3 separate regions of the Sus scrofa genome follow, and regions 2 and 3 are each linked to region 1. A link is a contact called in public Hi-C and HiChIP or PLAC-seq data. All regions are on one chromosome and are shown on one strand. Each heading gives the region's core, a stretch centred on a gene start, on an enhancer-like site or on the middle of the called end of the contact. The rest is flanking DNA. Distances are from core to core; before and after follow the strand shown.

Region 1 (5,163 bases), core at 1,971-4,470:
GAAAACAATCCCTGCCCTCATGTTGCTTATGCGGTAATGAGAAACACCTTAGGTTTCACTCTAGTGGGATGGCAGTTTGCTGACCTTCACTTCTCACACTAAGTGATTCCTAATTACTTTTAAGCAAGAATAAATCTGACACAAATGAAGCTTTTATGCTGCACCACTGAGGTCTAAGCTTCAGCTAGATGCTGAAGTAAATTCCAAGATGTGTAGCAGATACTAAGAATTTCTTCACAAGTCACAGAAGATTCTTTGTGGTAAATTCATCCTCAGGAAATATTAGGATCATTTCTACAAAAGAGAGCAAACCTACTAATCAAACTCACAAATCAGTACCCAATGGCAAACATAGTAATACTTTAAAAACACCTGATTTGGGGCAGAGCAGAGCAAAGCAAAACTAGAAAGCAACCATAAAATGATCTATTTAGAAAATTATTTTAAATATTGCTTCATTCAAACCTGAGCCAGACTTTCCACTGAAATGTCAAAATATATCTTGCCCCGGTCTTTGCTGATTTTGCATGATGATCCCAATTTCTCTCTCACTTCATCTGCAGCTGTTTGCTCAAAACCAGTAGGCACAGTGGCTCCAATAGTGACTCGGAGATGCTCGGACTCACTTTTGGGGCCACTTTCGGTCACTTGTGTAGAGCTCTGGTTCTCAAGAAGATTCACATCCAGGAGTGGGTTAGTGGACTCTTGAACATCAGACATACTGGCAGTGCTTCCAAGATCCTGAATATAATCCTTTCAAAAGTAGTACAGATAAAGAAATCATGCCCAAACATTATCACCTCTTATTTCAACTATAATTAAAAATATTTTCAGAGTTCCCATTGTGGCACAGTGGAAATGAATCCGACTAGTATCCGTGAGGATGCAGGTTCCACCCCTGGCCTTGCTCAGTGGGTTAAGGATCTGGCATTGCCATGAGCTGGGATGTAGGTAGCAGATGCGGCTCAGATCTGGTGCTGCTGTGGCTGTGGTGTAGGCAGGCAGCTGCAGCTCTGATTCAGCCCCTAGCCTGGTAACTTCCATATGCTGCAGGTGCGACCCTAAAAAGATTAAAAAAAAAAAAATTATTAAACAAGCAATATAGATACTATGGAAGAAAAAGAGACAGTATTTTCACAGCATCAATGTTTGGTTTGGGAGCACCTAGCCTGATAACAGCCATCACATAAATAAAACAGTTAATCCCAAAACAGAAGCTGCTAGAGCACATTCAAAAATACTTTGCTGCAGGTGCAGCCCTAGAAAAGGCAAAAAGACAAAAAACAAACAAACAAACAAAAAAATACTTTGGCATATAGTCCTGTTTCAGGAAGCAGTTAGGAACATGGGGCTTTGGGATTTCAGACCAAGGTTTGAATTCTTGCCCTCACCATTCAAAGAATGACTAAAAAAAGTTTATTCTCCAATGCCTCAACTTCCTCACCTGCCAAATGAGAACCGAAAAATGACTCTCTCTGGCAGCTGTTGAAAGACTTAAGTGGGAATAGCATACTGCTATTGAGCATACTGATTAAGGATGTCAATTTTTCTCCTTGAAGTGGTTATTCATGCATTTTAAAATGATCAAAAAAGAATACCTACTATCTAGTTACAACAAATATTTGAATGTCTAGAAGAGTCCAGACCCTGGGATCCAAAGATGGGCATCAAGAGAGATGTGAACAGTAAGCCAAATTTCCTTTACCTGAGCATTTGGTAGGATAAGGGACGAGGTGGAGTATAAGGGTCTAGAAAGCTGGGAGTGGAGATCAAAAGCTCTCAACAGATGTTCAAAGATTTTGTGAATCAAAACAACTTAAGTAGGCGCAGAGTACCTACACTGTCCTTGTTCTGAATCTGGGACAGGACACGGTGTCTAACACAAATAACATTCAGTCCCCGCCATTAAGGAGCGCACAATCAGTGATACGACTTCTATCTTCCAAATAAGGCAGATGAAGCTCACGGAAAGACCTACCAAGATCAGAGAGCTAACCAGTAGCGCCGGCTGGAATGAAACCCACGTTTCCCGACACCCACCCCCAGGGCCCAAATCACAGGAAACCCGGGGAGCTGATGAAACCCAGTAAAAGGGAGTGAGAAGGGCTCCGCCGTGGATCGGGCTGAAGTGCACCCGTCGACAGCCAGGGTCTCAAGAGGACGGTTGACTCTCCCTCCCAAGGGTCATTGGTACCCTACCCGGCCACTCCCACCCACCGCCCGTTTACCAGCCGCCTGCGCTGACCCTTCCGGCTCCGGGACCACGCTGCCCGACGCGCTCAGGTCACGCCGCCGGAAACTGCCTCGGCGCCCCGGAAACGGAAGTCGAGTGGCACGGCCATAGCGGCACCAACCTGGGGGCGGGCTCTGGTGCACGTCGGGAGGAAGAGCGTTTGTTTGCAGGGTGGACTTCGGTAGGTGGTGGTCCGCTCCTGCAGTTGCGGGCAGGACTCCCTGCAGGCAGAATCTGGAACGCCGTTGGCCTCGTCGTCAGTTGTGGTAGTGGTCGATGTTAGTGTTTATCCCGCTGGTTCCGAGTAAGCGCTTCACACACGTAAATTCATTTGTTCCAGCAACTTTCAAGCAGGGGCCACTCTGTTTTAAAGCCGGCGAACCTGAGTCTCACAGAGGCTAAATGTTTTGCCCCCAAAGTAACATGTTACCTAACGTATGTTACTATTGTTTACTTAGTATTTTTCTTTAAATACTTGAGGAAGGTTAACTGCCAAGAATTTTAAAAGAGAATTTTATTTAAGCCAAACTGAGGATTATAACCCTGGAAGGAGATTTCTCTGAAAACCCTGAGAATCGTTTTGCCTCGGAAGGCATAGCCATATACGTTTTTTGTCTTGTTTTTGTTTGTCTTTTTTGGGGCCGTACCCACCGGCATATGGAAGTTCCCAGGCTGGGGATGGAATTGGAGCTACAGCTGCCGGCCTACACCACAGCCACAGCAACGCCAGATGCAAGTTGAGTCCTCAACCTGCACCACAGTTTATGGCAGCATCGGATCCTTAACCCACAGAGCGAGGCCGGAAATTGAACCTGAGTCTTCGTGGATACTAGTCGGGATCTTTAACCACTCAGTCACGATGGGGTGGGGGGAGTCTTGTCATATATATTTTTTAGACAAGGAATCATACATCAAAATGACATACTGATATTTTTTATAAAGTTCACCAAGGATACATAGTCCAGGTAAGCAACAAGTCACCATAACCTCTTTCAGAGATGAGAAAGTACACTATTCTTTTAAGAAGTTACATTGCTGGGGTTAGAAGAAAAAAAAAATTGATCTTTGCTGTAAGCAGGCACTTCCATCTTTGAGTAGCTCTGGTTAATGTGTAAAGCACATGAGCGAGGGAGGAGGCCAAACAGAATTTTGCCTTTAATTTTTTCCTTGTCCTGCCTTAAAATATAAATTTTATTTCGTCATACATATCTTCAACTTAAATGATTTTAGAAGGGCATTTTTACAGTTCAACAATGTAAAGATAACCCAGTTTAAAAATGGGCAGAGGCTTGAATATTTCTCTAAAGATGATACACATATGGTAAATAATCACGTGGAACGATGATCAATATCACTAGTAATTAGGAAAATGCAAAGTAAAGCTACGGTAAAATACCTATTTGGTTAAAAGTTTTTTTCTTTTCTTTCTTTTTTTTGTGGTCTTTTTAGGGCCATACCTGTGGTGCATGGAGGTTCCCAGGCTAGGGTTCAAATCAGAGCTGTAGTCCCTGGTCTACACCACAGTCACAGCAATGCCAGATCTGAGCCTCACCTGCCACCTACACCACAATTCATGGCAATGCTGGGTCCTTAACCCACTGAGTGAGGCCAGGGATTGAACCCATCTCCTCATGGATACTAGTCAGATTTGTTTCTGCTAAGCCACAACAGGAACTCCTAAAAGTTTTTTTCAAAATAGGCAGTTCCAAGTTTCAGTAAGAATGTGGTGGATTGGAGCACTTAGGCATTGCCGGTGGGAATGAAAAATGGTACAGCCACTTTGGAGAACAGTTTGTACTTCCCTCAAAAAAGTTAAAGAGTATTGTCGAGAAAAAAAAAAAAAAAAAAAAAAAAGGAGTTCCCGTCGTGGCGCAGTGGTTAACGAATCCGACTAGGAACCATGAGGTTTCGGGTTTGGTCCCTGCCCTTGCTCAGTGGGTTAACGATCCGGCGTTGCCCTGAGCTGTGGTGTAGGTTGCAGACGCGGCTTGGATCCTGTGTTGCTGTGGCTCTGGCATAGGCTGGGGGCTACAGCTCCGATTCGACCCCTAGCCTGGGAAGCTCCATATGCCGCGGGAGTGGCCCAAAGAAATAGCAAAAAGACAAAAAAAAAAAAAAAAAAAATAGTATTGTCATATGACTCAGCATTTCTCCTGGTAGGTATACCCAAGAGAACTGAAAGCAGATGTTCAAACAAAAACTTAGACATGAATGTGCCCAGCAGCATTGAGCATTGGAAATAATCCTAATGTCCTTAGCTGATGAATAGATAAACAAAAGTGGTATATCCACCACACAATCATACAATACAGTATTATTTGGTCATTAAAAAAGTGAAGTACTGAAGCATGCTACAACATGGACGAGTCTTGAAAACTTGCAAAGTGAAAAAAAGTCCATAAAGACCACATATGTGATTCCTTTTGTATGAAATGTCTATAATGGGCAAATTATATAGAGACAGATTTGTGGTTCAGAGCTGGGGGAATGAGGTGGGGGGATGATAGCCAAAGGGTATGGATGGGGTTTATTTTTTGGAGTGTTGAGAATGTCCTGGAATTCGATGGTAGTGATGGTTGTACCACATTGTGACTATACTATGAAACACTGAGTGGTACAGTTTAAGATATTTAAATTGGTAAATTTTACCTCAAAGGAAACTTTTGGTCTCATTGGTAACTCATCTTGCAGTTTCCTCATATGCAAAATGATAAGAGCTTTTGTAAGATTTAAGTGAGATTAACATGTTACCAGGCATATAATTAAAATAGATGGTGCCCTTAAAAATAAATACAGTGGGAGTTCCCATCGTGGCACAGCGGTTAACAAATCCGACTAGGAACCATGAGGTTGCAGGTTCGATCCCTGGCCTTGCTCAGTGGGTTAAGGATCCAGCATTGCCATGAGCTGTGGTGTAGGTTGCAGACTCG
Region 2 (5,163 bases), core at 1,667-4,166, 360 kb after region 1:
AGATGCTCAGTTAAATTTGAATTTCAGGTAAACAGTGACAAATTTTTTTTGTGTAAGTAGGTCATATGCAGTATTTAGGATTTCCTTAAAAAATTGTTCACTGTTCATCTGAAATTCAGATTTACTGGGCATCCTGTATTTTATCTGGCAGCTCTATCTCAGATCCTCACTCTGTACCAGTGCAACAGGAGATGCTACTGAGCACTGGCTTGCTTTTTTCGTACAGAACATTTTGTTTTTATTCCTGAATAAGGAAGTACAATCTCTGTATTGATTTAACAGAGGGAGACTGTCTGTGGGAATAGCAGCTTGTTAGGGGAGATTGGCTCCCGGGGGTGGATAAATATCTTGGAGAGGGCAAGACAGATGCCTTGTCCTGAGTGGCTTTCAGAGCCTGCTTGTGCTCTTGTGTGGACTTTCCTTCCTGGGCCCAGAGGTGTCCTTGCTTGGGTGCTTTTGAAGAGGGCAGGAAAGGAACTGCTCAGCCTGGAAGGAGAAGATTTATGGGAATGTGTGCTTACTCCAGTAATTTACTCATTCATTCAGCCTCACCAAGCACTGGGTGGCAGGAACTCAGAGAACAATAGCACAGGGTACTACCCTGGAGGCTCTCCAGAAATGGGCCATGAATTTGGGCCCCAGGTCCAACAAGTGATGCCTGCTTCCAAGCCTGTCTTCATAGCTGGATAGGAAGTGAGCATTTCTTTCCCCGTCTTTTCTCGCTTCTCTTCCTTCCCCATTACTTTTCTCTTTCCTCATCTCCTTTTCCTTCTCTTACCTCTCTGGCGCTTTACCACCTTCAAACTTGTTACCAACTAGTACCATAAAAGAATGATTACTGTGTGTGTGCTCAGGCCTGGGATCTGGTCTTGGTCTCATTTCCTTTGTCTTCCTAAGCCTACCGCATTCTGCCTGCATCCAGAACCAGGCTACACATCCAAGGCAGCCTGGAATTCATTTGCATGCCCTTTTCTGATTGGTTGATACAAACCCACTGCATCCTTAACCTGCCATTCCCCCACCTTCCTATTGGAGCCTCACTAGGTCCAGCATTCTGGGGTCCTCAGATCTCTGCCCTGAAGCGTTCTCTGCTCAGTTATTCCTTGATAAAGTGTCAATGGATAATCCCTTCTGGTTTGGAGTTAAAAGTTTTAGATTCAGAACTGGTCTTTGCCACTGACGAGCTGTGTGTTCTTGAATGAGTCCTTTTGCATCTCTGAGATTCAGTTCCTACATCTAGAAAATGAGATGATTTCTCATGATGAAGTAGTTATGAGAATACTCTGGTTAAAATGGATTCTTAAGCCAGATTGCCCAAGTCAAATCCTTCCTCCTGCACTTAACTAGTTCCACTTCCATACTTAAGCCAGTTATGTTTATTTCCCTTTTCTCATTTGGTTGGAGTGAGTCTGAAATAATTCTACATGTGAAAAAAAAATCTAGAACAGTGCTCTGCATACAAAGGTCTAATAAGTGTCAGCTATTACTGTAATGGATGTTAAAGTTCTGTGTCCAAATGCCGTTAATATTATTATTGTCCAATGAGATTTGGGCACAGGTTAGGAAAAATCAATTGAAAACATCTCTGCCTCATGGGTCAGAAGTTCCTTATGAAGAGAGTCTGAAAGAGTGAAGCATTAACCTCTCTGAGCCTCCATGTCTTCATCTGTAAAATGGCAATAACAATCTCACTTCTGCCTACTTTACAGGGAAGCTCTGACTGGTCAATGGTAAGTACTTAAAAAAAAAAAAAGATTTGTTGAAGGAGTGAGTACATGGACTATGTGGGGGTGCCAGTGACAAGCCGCAGAGGTCTTCCCTGAACAATGTAACTGTGCTGATTTGCTGCCCATGAAACCTAATGTGATGGAGGCCCACATCAGGCAGGGGATCAGTGCTGAGTTGAACAGACAGACTGGATAGTGTGCTGATCAGTGCTTCATGTTTGGGTAATGGACACTCATACTCGATTGGTGAGTGTTTAAATATACTGGTACAGCCTTTTTGGAAAAGTCTAGCTATAACAGTGATAAAACAGCACACAAATTAACCTAGTAATTCCATCTACTAGAAATCCCCTAGATATTCTGGCTCAAATATGCCAAGATTTTCATAGATAGTAAGTATGTTCACTTCAACTCTTTGCAATATCGAAAAACTGGAAATAATGTAAAGTGTCCTCAGTATGGGAGTGGATACATAAATTTCAGTAATCTGTATGATGGACAATGTAGCTATTAAAAAGAATGAGATAAATCCATAAAACGGAGCCGTTTCAGGAGGAATCTAAGTTAACCGAAAAATTCAAATTGACAAAAGTATGATTTACCACAATAATATTCGTGGAAAAAAACTGTAATTATGTATCTGCACAGGAACTACCTGGAAGGCTACACTCCAAAGTTAAGATAGTTAACCATCCTAGTTGATGAAAGAGCTCTTATTTAAAGTCCAGAGGCCCTATTTGTAGTCTGGTCAAAGACACCGTGTGACTCAAGGAAACTATTCACTTTTGGGGGCCAAAGCGAACTTTTGTGAAAGCTAACGATAATGTTTACCTCTTAGTATTGTGATGCGGTGAGATGAAATAATGGATTTGAAAACCCTGGCTCACAGCAGGGACAGATCGTCATAGCAATCAGAGAAGGTGACTGGAAAGAGGGGGCGTGAGCCTAGACTTTGAAATGTTTAGCAAGGCCTGGATTTCGTTTGATGCCAGGCTATCTTTTCCCAACATTCAACAGGCATTTATTTATTAAGTGTCTGTACAAAACCGGATGTCGTGGAGAGGCGAAGAGGAAACCCCGCGCGTGCGCAATGAGAGCACCTTTGGCTGCGCTCCGCCCACGTACTACAACTCCCAACAGGCACCGCTCGCGTGTCAGGCGCGTCGCGAAATGCTGACGTACCTCAGTAGCGCGGGGAATTTCGAGTGGCAGTGGGGCACTGGAGACCAGTGGGTAGCGGATACCCCCCGCTTTTTTAGGGGAGACCATGGACTCCTTGGTCGAACAACGGTGGCCTCCGGGGCTGGCAGTCATGAAGGTGAGTGTTTCGGGGGGGTTGGGGGCGCCCGGCGTCCGCAGGAGGCCAGCCCCGGCTTAAGGAGGAGAAAGGATGAGGCGCCAGTGGCGAGCTGGGCCAGGGTACCTGGCTCTTCGCTGCCACTTGCCAACCGCTTGGCTTTGGACTTCAGTTTCCTCCCCTGGGAGGTGCCGGGGATAAGCCTTGGTCCATTATGGTGATCCAAGGTTGGCCTTCGTATGGAACCGATCATTCTCCGAGTCAGCCACAACAGTAACAGAGAACTGGAGGGAAGCAGTTACTCCAAACAATGGAAACAACAGTGACACCTAATTCTTAGGGCTTACTACGTGCCATGCATTATGTAAACTCTCCCAGTTCTTTAGTTGAGAATCTGACACCGTATGTGATTTGGGGTGAATCCTGCATCAGATAACTCTTGATCGCTTAGCAAGGCAGGTAGTCTCCTTTACATTTCTCTTTAATTTCTTCCAGTTACCTTCAAGAAGCCTAGTGCTAATTTGTCTTAATTCCTCTCTGATGTGTCCTGACTCCTAATAGTTGTGCATCTCTCTCTTTTAAACAAAGAAATCAGGACTGGGGCCCAGCACTAGCCTTTGATCTCATTGCAGTATTTTACTGAAAGAACACTGATTTTTGCGGCTACTTTGTTTTTGGCGAGGCATTCCAGTTTCCATTTACCATAGTGGTGAGTTCTGGATTCTCCTATGTTTGGTTAAGAGCAAATACACTATGCTGTGCTAGCTACAATCAGTTGCTTGGTTTTTCTCCTTGTTCTGTGTTTCTCTTTGCGATTGTGAGCAGGATCACCTTCTTCTGTTCCTTAGTTTGGTAAATTTGAGGATTGTGGTGTCTGTTCCACTGACTCATAAGGCTGACTCTAGGGATTAAGTGAAGGAACGTGGGGGAGGTTAAAGGAGGTATAAGGCCATGTTCTACCTGCTGCCACCAGTGTCATCTCTATTGCTTGGGGACTTGAGATAGCCCTATGGTGAAAAGCTGACATCATGGAAGGATCTAGGAAAGCTGTGGTTTTAAAGTTGTGGTGGCTTTGGCACCAAGACGCAGTGGTGCAGTGGAGAAGAACACAGATTTGAGTTCCAGTGGTTCTGGATTAAATTTGCTCTCTGCTTCATATTTAACTGTGACCCTGATTCAGTTACCTAACCTCTCTGAGCCTCAGTTGCCTCATCTATAAACTGGAAATAGAAATAAATAGTTTATAAGGCTGATTAAATGTGTGTGAATTGGGATGCTGTCTGGCTTATTCACTGTGCCTAAACACAATGGTGCTCAAAAATGACTTGCTAGTTGATTGAAGGTATCTAGCATGTGGTAAGCATTAAATTAATAAATCTTTATTATTAGCATGAAGAAATATTATTAGTTTTTTTTTTTAGGGGATGGAGAAAGATCTATGGCAGATGTTCCAATCTTGGTGGCTTTCTGATAGGCATATACGTATTTTTGCATTTCAGCCAGTAGATGATTTGCTGCGGTGTGGAATTTGCTTTGAATATTTCAACATTGCAATGATGATTCCTCAGTGTTCACATAACTGTAAGTATGTACTCCTTCTGTGAGGTAGTAAAAGTGTGATTTTTATGTAATGTAGTGTTCATTTAACACCAAAAATTAGTACACATACTTATTTCTCACTTTTATTTAGCTTCTCTGTCTTGAAGTTTTCAGGTCTTTTCCATGACCTCCCTCTTGAATAGTAAATATTTTGTATGGGCTCTGATGTTTTTCTACCACTTCCCTCTTGAATGCTTTTATGCCCTTTGTAACATTTACAAGAGTAATGGTTTTGATCACTATGTATGTTTATTTATCCAACACTTCTAGATGTTAAATTTCAGAATTTTTGTTTTTAACAGGATAAGAGATAGGTGGTTCAACCAAGTAGTCCTTGGCATGGAATTTAAAGTTTAAAAAAAAATCCCAGTGGGAGAGTTCTTCCACTGAAGAGTATTACAGACAGAATTATCACTTAACTTGCTCTGTGATGCTGGAAAGAATCATATATTGAGTCTATACTTCTCTCTATGAGGCTAGTATGTAAATATTGTTATACTGTAGCTTGACATATGTAGTGCATAGGAGTGCACCTGTCAT
Region 3 (5,163 bases), core at 803-3,302, 360 kb before region 1:
AATCTCAAATGCCAGGCTTCTGAGTTTAGCTCTTCTCTTAAGGTGGTAAGGAACTGCTAGGGGCTTTCTGAAAAGGAAGTTACACAACTACAACTACTGCTATATATCCTACAGTGACTTTGTGGAGAATGGATTGGAGAGGGAAGTGAGAAAGAATGCAGAGAGGGTTATTCGAGGAGGCTGATGACAGCTTGGCCTGGGGCAATGGAGGACAAGCAAGACTTTATCTGTCAAAATTCATTGAGGGCAGGAGTTCTGGGTCGTGGCTCCAAGGTTAACTAACCTGACTAGCATCCACGAGGACACAGGTTCAACCCTTGGCCTCAATCAGTGGGTTAAGGATCCGGCAGTGCCATAAGCTGTGGTGTAGGTTACAGATGTGGCTTGGATCAAGCATGGCTGTGGCTGTGGCACAGGCTGGCAGCTACAGCTCCAAGTCAACCCCTAGCCTGGGAACCTCCATATGCAGTGGATGTGGCCCTAAAAAGAAAAAAAAAAAAAAAAAATTCATAGAAGGCAAACCTAAAAAGGATAAATTTTATGTAGCCAGCCCTATGACACCTGCCCTTTCACGATGACGCATTCTGGTGTAATACCTCAACAAATCTGATGTTTAAGAAAAGCAAAAGGCATGGCTTCAATTAGAATATCCCAGGTTTCTAACTGAGGTTATGAAAACACAAAGCCAGAAGACAAACACAAGAGGACAAGCAAGTTTAGGGAAAGAGGAGTTACGGCCTGGAAGTCTAATTTCAAGGTGTCTTCAACACTTCCAGGTGAACCATGAAAGAGGGCTAGACCAGCAGATTTAGGAGTTACCAGAATGCAGACGGTCATGAAGACCTGTATGTTAAATAGGTAGCACCACCAGGGAGAGTGTAAAGAGGAAGCTAGTGAGTCTAAATTGCTATGAACAGCCAGTTATCAAATGAGAGGATTTCCAAGGAGGAAGGAATCAGCAGTATCAGAGCTTACATTCTATAGTAAGACTGATACGGTTGAGTTCCGACCAGGAAGCGGTCTGGGAGGTAGAAGCACAGCTGGGGCAACATGAAGACTGGGATAAGGAAGTTCCACAGAGAACGCTCTCCCTCAGAGAACCATGGGGTCAAGAGGGCAAGAGGGGGGTGCATATTTAGTGAAGGTCTGCACTGGTTGGGGAGGTGGCCCTATTACAAGCCTCAGCGGCCCTACTAAGGGCTACGGGGCCTACTACGTGCCTCCGACGTGCTACCATACCTAGGAGCACCCACTCCCAGCTTCCTCTCTGATTCAGTATCTCCCACCTGCTTCAAAACCCAGACTATGAAGCCGAAAGGCCTGCTTCTTAGGAGGGCGTCCCCCGCTCGCTCCTTTCTCACTTCGGCCCCCGCCCCTCCCTCCTCCCAACCTCATGGTGCCCCCGCACCCCCAGCACCCCACGGCTCAGCGCCTCTCCGCTGCAAAGCCGCATCTCCCCCAAACCCAGAGCCTGAGGACAGAACAGTGGGGGTCCCTGGCCCGGGTCCCGGCTCTCTCTCACCATCGCGGGCGCTGGCTGGGCCGGAAAGCGGAAGTACGGAAGTGGCCAGCCCCGCGACGCCTGCCCTTTCGCGAGAAGCGCAGCCGCAGTCTCCGCCCGGACGTCCGGACTGTACCATCTATGTCCCGAGCGGGGGAGGGAGAAGCTAAAAACACTTGGCACTTCGGAAGTTTTCCCGCTAGGACTGCCGTGGTAGTTTTAGATTCCTGAAGTTTGAAATCACTACTCAAGCTTCTCCCGTCATCGGTGAGGCTCTCGCTTGTGACTTTGGCCTTCTTGTCGTCTTTGCTGCCATCTTCCCTCACAGCCATGCAGTGGTGCAGCCCAGCCTCAGGTTGGGCACCATATTAGGACAAGGCGAGCCGGGGGAGCTCTTCGATCCTTCCGGTTCTGTGCCCCCATCCTTTCTCCGGGCCCCTCCTACCTGCAGCCCTCGGGGCTCAGCGGGACTAACTGCCAAGCGGAGAACCCGGCCGCCGAGCCCCGCCCCCAGGCGCCGGGCTGTTCCCGAGGGTACGCCCGAGGCTTATTCTCTCCACCCCACTAGCAGCGGGCTCACTCGCTGCCGGCAAACTCCCACCCTCGAAAGACCCAGGGGCTGGTCCTCGCGTCTTTCCGCCCCCGCGTGCACTGCTGGGGGCCAGCCCCTAGTCAGTTCCGGGGCGGTAGCTCTCACCGACCGGAACTCCCCGCCCCCACCCGCGGCCCGGGGGCAGTAGGAGGCGGCTAGGAGGAGGTAGAGGGGGCGGGGGCCGCGGTAGGGTGTCCGCGGTAAAGGTCTGGGACCCAGAAGGCGGGACACTGGGGCTATCCATGGGTGGGGCCAGTCATTAACCAGTCCCACTTTTTCTGTGCCAGGCACTGAACTGGGCTCTTGACGGGCATCATCTTTTAATCCTCAGATCATCCCAGGGAGGTAGGTACTATTACTATCCCCGTTTTATAGATTCAAACTTCTTATGGGGAAACAAGCTCAGGTGTCTTTTGTCCCATTTTACGGATAGAAAAACTGAGACTCGAGAGATAATTAACATGTTCAGGGCTATATAAATAGAGGCTGGTCAAGCCAGAGCTTGAATCCTGATGTATCTAGTTTAGCAGTTCACATTCCTTACTATCTGGGGCAAATAGGGAAAAGGTGGGGAGGGTGAAACTAGGAGAGGCTGGGAGGCACAAAGAACGTTAACGTAAGTATGGAATACTTGGAATTCTGGAGTTTAGCAGAACTCTGGAAGAGTGGAGCTGAAGGGAAGAGCATCAGAAGGACAGGCACAGTATAACTGTGGTTAGAGGCACAGACTTAAAACTACCTGAATTCAGATTGCGTGTTGATAAGCATGAACATGTACCCACTCTAACAGTCTCAGTTTTCTCATCCGTAAAATGGAGATCACCATGAGTCACGGGGTTATGTGAGGAATTTAATGAGAAGCCAGTAAAATGTCTGCATCTAGCTTGGTGCACAGTAGGTGCTTTACAAATAGGAACTGTGACTTCAGCCTTAGTAGGATACTGAAGCCTGGCTTTCTTCTTGAGGCTGTCTGAATAGAAGGAGCTCTTGGTCTTTTCTTGTGCCACTTGTCCCCCCATCAGTGGTCCGTTCTCTCCAGCTCCACAGGGTCCCCTATCCTGGGCCATGAGTGAGCTGAAGGACTGCCCCTTGCAGTTCCATGACTTCAAGTCTGTGGACCACCTGAAAGTCTGTCCCCGCTACACAGCAGTGTTGGCCCGCTCTGAGGATGATGGCATCGGTATTGAGGAGCTGGACACTCTGCAGCTGGAGCTTGAGACCTTGCTTTCCTCTGCCAGCCGACGCCTGCGGGTGCTCGAGGCTGAAACCCAGGTGATACCCCACAGAGGGACACCAGGGATGGACTGTGACAGGTTGTGGCATGGGTCACTGAGGTAGCTAGCCCTCTCTGCTGAGGCCTGAGGTATGGGAGCATAGTGGGGGGAAGAGAAACCCAAACTGGGCTTATGTGACGTGTAAAGTATGCAGGAGGAGTTCTGTCGTGGCTAAGTGGAAACGAAGCTGACTAGCATCTGTGAGGACGCAGGTTCAATCCCTGACCTCGCTCAGTGGGTTAAAGATCCGGTGTTGCCATGAGCTATGGTGTAGGTTGCAGACGAGGCTCAGATCTGGCATGGCTGTGGCATAGGCCAGAGGCTACAGCTCCGATTTGACCCCTAGCATGGGAACCTCCATATGCTACAGGTGTGGCCCTAAAAAAAAAAAATCAAAGTAGGAATGTGCATGATCCTCATAAATTTCAGGATTTCTAATCCACTAAGCATCTATTGACCCCCACTCCCCACAATGTTCTGGATCCTGTGCTCATCATTAGAGAGGTAGTGAGGACAATTTGGGCCTTGAGGGAGCTTGCCAACTAAAGAGAGGAGGAGGGAGTTACCATTGAGGCTCAGTGGTAATGAACCCATGTAGTATCCATGAAGATTTGGGTTCAATCCCTGGCCTCGCTCAGTGGGTGAAGGATCTGACATTGCCATGGGCTGTAATGTAGGTCACAAACGTAGTCTGGTTCTGGCATTGCCGTAGTTGTGTCATAAGCCAGCAGCTGCAGCTCTGATTCAACCTCTAGCCTGGGAACCTCTATATGCCACAGGTGTGGCCCTAAAAAGAATGAATGAAGGGAGGAGGAGGGCACACAAGTACCAACTGATGTGCTGTTGTGGTTAGGAGTACTGAGGTAACTGGAATGAGGAGGCCTGGATTTGCATCCTGGCCCAAGCACTTGCCAGCGTTGCTGTTTGCCAGCTATGTGACTTTGCACAAGTTACCTCCTAGTTCTGAGGATCAGTTCTCCATCTGCAAAGTGGGCTGGATAATAGGACCTCCCTCAGAGCTTTTGTGAGGATTTGAAGACTTTTCACAAAGGCTCAGCACAACACCTGATACTAAGTAAGCATGTCAAATGTTATTTATTGGTATACTTCTGATGATTTCTATTTATGGCATAAGCATTCTCTGAGCCCTGTATGCCAGGTGCTATGCCAGATGCGGGGGAACAGAGATGTTTAAAATGAACCTCTGTGTCTCTAACAGCTTATAATCTTGTTGAAGAGACAGAGTACTCTGTTTTTGTTTTTTGTTTTGGGTTTTTTTTGTTGTTGTTTGGTTGGTTGGTTGGGTTTTGTTTTGTTAGGACTACGCCTATGGCATATGGAAGTTCCCAGGCCAGGGGTTGAATCAGAGCTGCAGCTACCAGCCTACACTACAGCAACGCGAGATCCAAGCCACACTTGCAACCTACACCACATGTCACGGCAATACCAGATCCCTAACCCACTGAGCAAGTCCAGGGATCGAACAGCATCCTCATGGATACTAGTCGTGTTTGTCACCCACGGAGCCACAACAGGAACTCCACAAAGTATTCTGTTTGTTCTAGTTATGATCAAACAACACGATTAGTCCTACAGTGGAGGTACAGAGTATCAGAGACTCATAGACAAAGACGATGCCATTTTAACTGGACCTCAAAAGATGAATAAAATTGGAGTTCCCATTGTGACGCAGTGGAAATGAATCTGACTAGGAACCATGAGGTTTCAGGTTCAATCCCTGGCCTCCATCAGTGGGTTGGGGATCTGGTGTTGCCGTGAGCTGTGGTGTAGGTCAC

What was found. A called contact is a pair of places that touch in the nucleus more often than the background predicts. HiChIP or PLAC-seq counts read pairs in DNA pulled down with a chosen protein or histone mark.
Region 2: a contact with region 1 is called in a Hi-C map of skeletal muscle, with 5 times the contacts expected there. The contact joins the promoter of RAD18 here to the promoter of THUMPD3 in region 1. A contact is called at or near these places in 2 of 47 Hi-C or Micro-C datasets (embryonic fibroblasts and skeletal muscle) and 1 of 2 datasets of contacts at active chromatin or transcription factors (alveolar macrophages).
Region 3: a contact with region 1 is called in an H3K27ac HiChIP or PLAC-seq map of alveolar macrophages. The contact joins the promoter of TADA3 here to the promoter of THUMPD3 in region 1. A contact is called at or near these places in 1 of 5 promoter capture datasets (liver) and 1 of 2 datasets of contacts at active chromatin or transcription factors (alveolar macrophages).

Annotation. Positions count from the first base shown.
Region 1 is chr13:65,718,613-65,723,775 of Sscrofa11.1, reverse strand. It overlaps THUMPD3 (THUMP domain-containing protein 3), which reads right to left and starts at 3,220. Exons shown (of 11, transcript XR_002338099.1): 1 at 2,229-3,220; 2 at 466-753. All of the region lies in intron 1 of SRGAP3 (SLIT-ROBO Rho GTPase-activating protein 3), which reads left to right.
Region 2 is chr13:65,356,895-65,362,057 of Sscrofa11.1, reverse strand. RAD18 (RAD18, E3 ubiquitin protein ligase) reads left to right here and starts at 2,916. Exons shown (of 14, transcript NM_001142833.1): 1 at 2,916-3,045; 2 at 4,524-4,605. The coding sequence starts at 2,995.
Region 3 is chr13:66,076,861-66,082,023 of Sscrofa11.1, reverse strand. TADA3 (transcriptional adaptor 3) reads left to right here and starts at 2,052. Exons shown (of 10, transcript NM_001206536.1): 1 at 2,052-2,258; 2 at 2,381-2,438; 3 at 3,133-3,365. The coding sequence starts at 3,159. ARPC4 (actin related protein 2/3 complex subunit 4) reads right to left here. Exons shown (of 7, transcript NM_001206535.1): 2 at 1,523-1,587. The coding sequence starts at 1,525.